Regions from separate parts of the Mus musculus genome. Here region 1 is linked to region 2. Evidence: chromatin contacts called from public HiChIP or PLAC-seq data. All regions are on one chromosome and are shown on one strand. The core of a region is the stretch at or near the end of the contact, and the rest is flanking DNA. Distances in the headings are between cores, read along the strand shown. Region 1 overlaps Slc36a1 (solute carrier family 36 (proton/amino acid symporter), member 1). Region 2 overlaps Shroom1 (shroom family member 1).

Region 1 (4,160 bases), core at 1,634-4,133, 1.8 Mb after region 2:
GCTCTTAACTACAGATAGGATTTGCCTTGAAACTCGAGTTAGAGAAAGAAGCAAGAATTTATCAGAGTGCTGCTTTTGTGTTTGACAGAAGCTAGTGGCCCAACCTTGCAGCCAAGCCCCTTCTCGCTGTTCTGTCCAGAGCCTGCTGCGTGACTTCTAGGTCACAGGATGGGAAGGATGGTTTCTGGCTACAGCAGCCACTGTCCTTAGCAGCGTTGCTAGGAGTAGCCATTGCTGTCTTGGCCCCGAGGAGAGCAATGCTTTTTTCCCTTTCTGGCATCAGCATCCCCACAGGTGCTTATGTGGCCTGGTTCCAGCTGGGACTCACAGACGCCTTGCTTTCTGAAGTCTCAGGCTGGAAAGTGACCAAAGTAGGTTTAGACGCTGGCCAGCAACCCAACTGTGGGCCAGGCTCTCTCTTAGAAGCCACCTGAGCTTGGCTTCCTGGGTGGGAAGAAAGTCTATTCTGAACTTTTACAGGCGCTCCTACCCAGGTCTAGACCCATTGTCCAAGGCCAGCTACTCTTCAGGGCCCCTGGCCTGACACGGTGTGGTGTGCCTTCTGTAGCATTTGGCTGAGGGCAGCTTCCTTGGTACCTTGGTATGGCCCACATCTTTTGACCTCTTGCTATACTCCTGAGGTACTGTCAGTTTGGTGACCTGACTCTTTGAGCAAGGTCAGGGCCTTTCTGGATGGACACCAGGAAGCTGCTAAGCACATAGTGCCAGGCGCCACACACAGCCCAGGCGCCCACAGGAGCCCTGAGTCAGAGCCCTCCTGACCCCTCCCACTGTCAGTTTGGAGCCAGATGGCCCCCGGTGGGAAAACAGATAAATGGGAGCTTGGGCAGAACAATATAGACAAGGCTTGTGGAAACTAAGCCTGAATCCAGATGCCCCAGAGGCAGACATGCCCCATCCTTGCCAGCCCATTCCTTGTCTGTACCCAAAGTCAGAGGCCAGTTATCGAAAACTTGAATGTGAGCACTTGCTGGGAAGCATGTGATCTAGCCCGAGCAACCCACCGTGCCCTTAGCTGTGGCATCACTTGTGCTGCTGTCTGGGTCGGGAGAGGTAGAGGTTAGCTTAGGCCCACCTGTCTCACCTCACTAGCCACACCTATGGGCAGGTGCTCCTGTCTGCTCTCTTCCCCTGGAAGTCTTGTGCTAAGTGTGATCAGTGGTCTGAAGCTAGATCCCAGAGCCTGTCCTTAGGCTGTCTCATCCTCAGATTTCTCCCTCCCGTCAGTGTCTGCTCTTTGGATTCCATTGTTTCACTTGATCCTTCCAGGAAGTGCAGAGCTCAGATCATGTTTACAGCACTCACTACCCCCTTCTAATGCCCGCCCGCCCACCTGCCTGCCCGACAAGGGCTCTGGACAAGGGTTTGCTTTCCCTGCTAGCCAGCCCCAGCCACCATTCCCACTGGCACACTGAGGCTTTCTGGGGCCTGATATGGGAACCAGACAGAGTGGTCGGACGTGGCAATCAGGAGGGTGGCGCCAAGCTGGCTTGAGAATTTAATTTTCCAAAGTACATTACAAATCAGATACCATTAGGGGAAAGCGGGCCATGTGGCTCATCTTTGAAACTGTGGTCAATACTTGAAGGCACTTTAGTCCTGCTGGCCGCGCCAGCTTCCGTCTGGCCGGTGTCTTCTTTTTCTGTGTGTCCCGAGCCATTCACTGGTCAGAGACATTAAACCGTGCTCATAAGCAGTTATCAAAAAAAAGCAGCAGAAAATGAGGCTGGAAGGAGCCTGGTGTTTACCCTGTTCTTTGGTTTAAATCAAGCCGATGTTGAAGAAGCTGGAATTTTTTTTTTATGAATAATAAAATCCCACGTCTATATCGTAAAGCTGTCAGTATATGTTGAAATCAAGGAACGAGAGAACTGCCCTACAGAGAGTCTTAACAGCCAGACAGTACCGTGTGCTGGCGCCTACCTGGATGTGCATTGCGTACACGCGTGGGGCATGTCAGAGCTTCAGATGTGCATTGCGAACATGCATGGGTCATGTCATAGCTTCAGATGTGCATTGTGTACATGTGTGGGTCATGTCAGAGCTTCTAGGTCTCATTTGGGTTGCACATATGGATCTTGTGTTAAATTTCCACTTCAATAAATGAATTTTATTTTTTATTTTTGAGAGGTTGCAAACTGTGTCTTTGTTTTCACACTTCAGGGAAAAAAAATCACTGAGTTAGGACAATCTGACAAAGGGACAGGGGTCTGAGAAAGGGAAAGCAACCCTGTTTCCCTAAACCACTTCGATATTCTCCCGAAATCCTGGGTCGCCTTCTGCATATACCAGTGGGTAGTTTTAGGGATCAGCTTGGTTTTTCAGTCAAATATGAGCCTGGGTGTTTGCAAATGTTAACATTTAGAGCAGTTGACAAAGTAAAGATTACCCTTGCTAGTGTGGGTGGCTTCATCACATCCAAAAGTTCTTAAACCGTGGCCTCCCTGAGGAGGAATCCTATCTCCAGACCACAAGACCAGCTTCTCAGCTTCCACACTTGAGTGGAGACCAGCCCTAGGAACTGTACACCTGTCAGCCACAGCTAAGCTAGTTCTCCTTTGAAATTTGTTTCTATATTCTCTCTCTCTCTCTCTCTCTCTCTCTCTCTCTCTCTCACACACACACACACACATACACACACACACAGAGAGAGAGAGAGAGAGAGAGAGAGAGAGAGAGAGAGAAAGAGAGAGAGAGAATTTACCTACATTAACTGAAATGCCTACTGAGTCACCAGGCAGAATAAATAATTAGGTCACAATTGCATGTGTGGCCAACCACTCATGTTCCTTGTCTGGTGCATGACTGTGTGTGCACACATACACTGAGTCAACCCAAGGTCCCAAAGAAAGAGCCAGTCAGTCTTTACAGGCCACCAGCTGGTACAAGGAACCACAACACAGCAGGGGGCACAAGGAACTAGAACACAGCAGGGGTCGGTACCAGAGTTCCTGTGCTTCTCCTGGTACCTGCCTCTTCCCTTTGCTTACAGCCTCAGCCAGGAGGGTGAAGGGAGTGTCAGAAGGATGCGGGGCTTAGAAAACTGAAGGGAGTCAACACTTATTTACATGATCGTCTGCATCAAGGCTCCATTCCTATGTAATGGCTATAATTCAAACCCCAGATCTCCAAGTTCTTCAAGGTAAGCCCTGCTCTGCTGGAGACATGCGTATGACTGACAGTGAGCTGACCGGTATGACTGACAGTGAGCTGACCCGGCTTTCCTAGGTAGGCAGCCTCTTCATTTCTGCCCTTTGCAGATGTGCTTGGAGACCGTGAATCTTGAATGGTACATTTGTCCTAGACCAGCAGCTCTCAGTCTCCTTTCGGAGATGGGAGGTTGAATGACCCTTTCACAAGAGTCCCCCTAAGACCAATGGAACACACACGCATTTACATCATGAATCATAATAGTACCAAAAATACAGTTATGAAGTAGCAACAAAAATAATTTTATGGTTGGGGTCACCACAACACGCAGAACTGTATTAAAGGGTCGCAGCATTAGGACGGTTGAGAACCGCTCTCATAGACCATGGTCTCCCTCATCTTTTTAAATAGATTGAATTCTGATCTACATATAGCAAAATTTGCCTATTTTTCAATGTGCAGCTTGGTGAGACCATATCAATAAAAATGTCGAAGGTTGGGGCTGGAGGAATGGCTCAGTGGTTAAGAGCACTGACTGCTCTTCCAAAGGTCCCGAGTTCAAATTCAGCAACCACATGGTGGCTCACAACCATCCATAATGAGATCTGATGCCCTCTTCTGGTGTGTTGGGAGACAGCTACAGTGTACTTAACATGTAATAAATAAATAAATCTTTAAAAAGAAATGTAGATGGTTGCCTTCTAAAATATATTGTGATAATATGCATATATATGTGTGCAAGTGTGCACACCTAGATGTTGGGTATCCTGCTTACTCCCTGGAGACAAGATTTCTCACTGAACCTGGAGCTAGGCTGGATGTTAGCCAAATCCGGAAATTCTCTAGTCTGCCCCTATGACACAGGCTGTAAGCATGTATGTCCATACCTTAGGTTTTAATGTGGGTTCTGGGTATCTGAACACAGGTCTTCACGCTTGTGCAGAAAACATTCTTACCCACTGAGCCACCTCCCATCTCTCCATTCTACT
Region 2 (4,247 bases), core at 1,501-4,000:
TCACTTGAAGGCTGCTAGCAGAATACTGACTCCCAGGCAGCTAGGCTGAGGGTCTTATTGCCCACACCCACAGTGACACGCCCACTCCAACAAGGCCACACCTACACCAGCAGGGCCACACCTACTCCAGCAGGGCCATGCCTACTCTTCTGATAGCCACTCCCTGGGCCAAGCATATTCACAATGCGTCAAGGTCTCTCTTGTTTCCGCTGCTAGGAAGTATATTTGAGGTATCTGGTCCTCAAGCTTCCAGCTGACTCTCTTGTTTCTACCTCCCATCTCACTGTAGGTAGGCTGAGATTACTGATGTGACGACAGCATCTGACTTTTGAAAAGCATGTATTCTATTTTATGTCAATCACATACAATAGCCTTCGGAGGGTGTTGGATCATTTGGAACTAGAGTCGCACGCAGTTGGTTATGAGCTGTGTGGATGCTGGGAACCAAAGTTAGGTGCATGGTAAGAGTAGTCAGTGCTCTTAACTGCTGGGCCATCGTAGGTCCAGCCCCTGAATCTGACTTCGTATATGGATCCTGGAGATCATACTCAAGTTGTCGGGCCTGTGCAGTGGACAGCCCTGCCCAGTGAGTCACCTTTCTGTCTCTTAAGCTGTTTTTGCTTTTAAGGTTTATTTTTATGTTTTTTAAAAAAATTTTTATGTGTATGGGTGTGTTTTGCCTTCATGTATGTGTGTACCACGCGCATGTCAAGTGCCCTTGGAAGACAGAAGAAGGCATGGGATCCCCTGGAACTCAAGTTACAGATATTTGTCAGATGGGGATTGACAGATGTGGATGCTGGGGAGCCAGATTTGGGTCCCATGCAAAAGCAGCAAGTTCGGATTCTGTTTGTTTGCTTGTTTGATTTTTGAGACAGGCCTTGGCTGGAACTTGCTATGTGGACCAGGCTGACCTCAAATTCATAGAACTCCTCCTGCCCCTGTTCTCCAAGTGCTGGGATTAAAAGTGTGTACCATCATATCTATCATAGCAAGTGCTCTTGGCACATCTCTCCAGCCATCTTAAGCAGATTTTATCTGGTCATTCATGCCTTGGTCATGCTGGACACAGAAACTCACTAATATAGATTTTCATGATTTATTTTTTTTAATATTTTTCTTATTTATTTGTGGGTGTAGAAAAGAGAGAGAGAGAGAGAGAGAGAGAGAGAGAGAGAGAGAGAGAGAGAGAGAAGACACTCATGACTCAGAGCCAGTGAACATGTTGGATTGGTTCTTCCTCTCCTATGGTCTCCAGGATCAGACTCACGTTGAGTCTTGGCAGCCATTTTACCCACTGAGTCATGTCTCCAGCCTCAAAGCCTCCTTTGAGGACATATCTTTGTACTTCATCACCTCTACTTTTCTGGCATGCCAACGTGGCCAGGCACGAATGACATATGCCAGCCCATGATCTGGGTTTACAAAGATTAGGAAGAGAGGAGTTGGAGAGCTGGCTGAGTTAGTAAGTCACCTGCTGTATGAACATGCAGACCTAACCTTGACTCCCCTGCACCCAAGTGAAGAGTAGGGTGCTGTTGCTGGGTAGGGGGGAGGAGAAGAGACAGGGGAATTCTTGAAACTCATTGGCCAGTTAGCCTAGCTAAATGATGTTCAGTAAAAGAGCCTGTCTCAGCCAGGCAGTGGTGGCACACACCTTTAACGAGGCCAGCCTGGCCTACAGAGTGAGTTCTAGGACAGCCAGGGCAACACAGAGAAACCCTGTTTAGAGAAAGAAAAAAAGACAAAGCAAAACAAAGAGCCTGTTACAAAAAAGTAGGGTAAACCAAGCTTGGTGGTGTATGTCTTTAATCCTGGCACTTGGGAGGTAGAGGAAAGTGGATCTCTGAGTGTTCAAGCCCATCCTGGTTTACTTAAAAAGTTCCAGGACAGTCAAGGCTACATAATTGAGAGACCCTTTCTCAAAAAAAAAAAAAAAAAAAAAGTGAAAAGAGGCAGAGGAAGATATTAGACATCCACCTCTGGCTTCCAATGTACACACCTGTGCATATACCACACACATCCGATAACCTATTTATTTGTTTATTTTTATTGTTTTTTTGAAACAGGACTTCTCTGTGTAGCTCTGGCTGTCCTGGAACTTGCTCTGTAGACCAGGCTGGGCTCTAATTTAGAAAGATCCGCCTGCCTCTGCTTCCCACGTGCTGGAAGTAAAGGTGTGTGCCGCTACTGCCTAGCCAAAAAAAAAAAAAGTTTCTAAAGAAAAGAAAACGTAGGAAGAGAGAGAAAGCGAGCGCACTGGTGTCTAAGCAGCCAGGGTAGGCCTTTTAGAGGAGTTGCCTATTTTCTTAGAGGCTGTCACTCAGTTGGTAGCTTCTTACCCTCCTGTGGCCTTTGTGAAAAGATCACCAGCCCTGAGTGTAAAGACTAACCAACAGGGCTGGCCTTGTTGTACATGAAGAGTCAGTCACCCAGTGTGGTCACATCAAGAGTCTGGCCCTAGGTCTAGTGGAGGCTCACTTGCCTCTCCACTTTAGGAAGGCTTTATGCTCCTGGCCCCACTCCCAGCAATGTGTTGACTACTGCATCCCAGAGAGATTTGCCCACCTGTATTCCAAAGTGTCTGGGAAGCTCAAATGAGCCTGCTTTGGGACCACACCCCCAGTGTGTGCCACCCTATTCTCTGCACCCTAACCAAGCAGGTCAAGGAAGACAACCTTCCAACATAGGTCACTGGGAGTCACAGATCCTCAAACCTCAGAGCTGCTCTCAGCCAATCCCAGCGCAGCCACACAGGCCTTCCCCCTTGCTCTGCCTCCTGGCACTGGGGAGAGATCAATTTCCAGCCAGTCCTGCTTGCCTGCAGGCTCTGTTTCTTCCTGATAACGCATGAGTAACCTGGTTAAACCCGTGGTGGCCAGGGCCTCCTCAGCCATTCTGTTGCTTTCCCCAGAAAAGACTAATAGGGAGGGGAGAAGGGGGCGGGGAAGACAGTAAACCTCCTCTTTTCTACCAAGGCCACCCCTCTACCAACTCCCCATGCCTCCGTCTGTCCCCTTGCCAGTCACCAACTATTTATTTAACATTGACTACATGCCAGGGCTGGTGCCAGGCACTGAGTGACATATAAAGGCAGGGCCTGTCCCCAGGACACTCAGGGGGTGGGAATGGGAGGAGGAAATAAAAAACAATGGCAGAGTAGGGGTGATGAGTGACCCCCCCCCCCAAAGAACCCCATGACCTCCAAGCTGAGTCCTGTGGGTGTAGCATGAGAGAGGTGGGTGTCTGATGAAGCTCCCTAGACAGAAGACATAGTTGCGGGCCCACCCAATGTATTATTATGGAATTTATGGCACTTGAAGTTGACTTATTTCACACTTTGACTGTGGGTTTTCTTGGAGAAAGAGGGACCATGGCAAGGGCTTTGGCCAGGGTTTGCCTCTAGGAAATTAATTTTGGCTGCAGTGAACTTGGAGACATGCCTCGATTCTAGGCAGGGCTCTGCCACTTACGACCTGTGTGTGTCTCTGGGCCGGGTCACTTCCTCCTCAGAACCGCGGGGTTCTCATCTGAAAAAAAAAAAAAAGGCACCTAGGGGGTTGAGGACTAAGATGAGTATTTATGCTACACACCTGGACCATAAAGGGCACAGAATGGGGGTGGACAAATTGAGAAGCTGTCGCTGCTCCTGCCTTGCCTCTGGCATTCCTTTTCTGGGCTCCTCTGTGATCTCAATGTTCTTGATCATTGTTTATCAGGAAAAGATCAAACATAGACGCTAACAGAATGGCCAGGAAGCAGCCTGGGTGGGACTGGAGTTTGAGCATGTGCCTGGTCTCAGCACGGCAGGAGTGTCCGAGCAGAGGTACCACTAGGGAAGCCCTGGCAAGGGAGTGGATCTACTACGTCAGAACTAAGGTTCCTAACTAACGCCCAGACTTGCGCGCATCCTATTGCCCAGACCGTGTCAACCTCAAGAGTTTCTCTACCATTCTGATGAGAAAGAAGATGCCAGAGCTAGGAACCCTGTGACCGGGGAGGGCACGTGTAAGCCCCCAGTTCTCCTCGGCAAAGGAGCCAGCAGGTTGTCCTAGCCCTTACCTGAACTCTTCACTCACCAACCCATCTATGTTTTGATTTTTTTGTTTTTTTGTTCTTTTCGGCCCCCACCACCAGGTCTGCCAACTCCAATTTCCAACTGTATAAGCATGGAGGCCCTGGGTACTGGGAGAGACCGCACCTCCCAGGCCTCAGCCACTGAAAGCCTGGACTTGCGACGGTTGTCC

The links. HiChIP or PLAC-seq counts read pairs in DNA pulled down with a chosen protein or histone mark.
Region 1: a contact with region 2 is called in a FOXA1 HiChIP or PLAC-seq map of pancreatic cancer cells. The contact joins two enhancer-like sites. A contact is called at or near these places in 3 of 39 promoter capture datasets (liver and pre-B cells), 1 of 115 datasets of contacts at active chromatin or transcription factors (pancreatic cancer cells) and 1 of 9 other capture datasets (liver).

What each region holds. Positions count from the first base shown.
Region 1 is chr11:55,234,183-55,238,342 of GRCm38.p6, forward strand. It overlaps Slc36a1 (solute carrier family 36 (proton/amino acid symporter), member 1), which reads left to right. Exons shown (of 11, transcript NM_153139.4): 11 at 1-2,148. Among named protein-coding and RNA genes, the nearest start is that of Slc36a1, 32 kb to the left of the region's middle. Within about 2 kb of position 2,884, at least 11 of the 459 cell types and tissues checked have an H3K27ac peak or open chromatin away from gene starts, as enhancers often do. A contact at or near this core is called in pancreatic cancer cells, where this site is marked.
Region 2 is chr11:53,459,086-53,463,332 of GRCm38.p6, forward strand. Shroom1 (shroom family member 1) reads left to right here. Exons shown (of 8, transcript NM_027917.3): 2 at 4,138-4,247. The coding sequence starts at 4,170. Among named protein-coding and RNA genes, the nearest start is that of Shroom1, 4.0 kb to the left of the region's middle. Within about 2 kb of position 2,751, at least 31 of the 459 cell types and tissues checked have an H3K27ac peak or open chromatin away from gene starts, as enhancers often do. A contact at or near this core is called in pancreatic cancer cells, where this site is marked.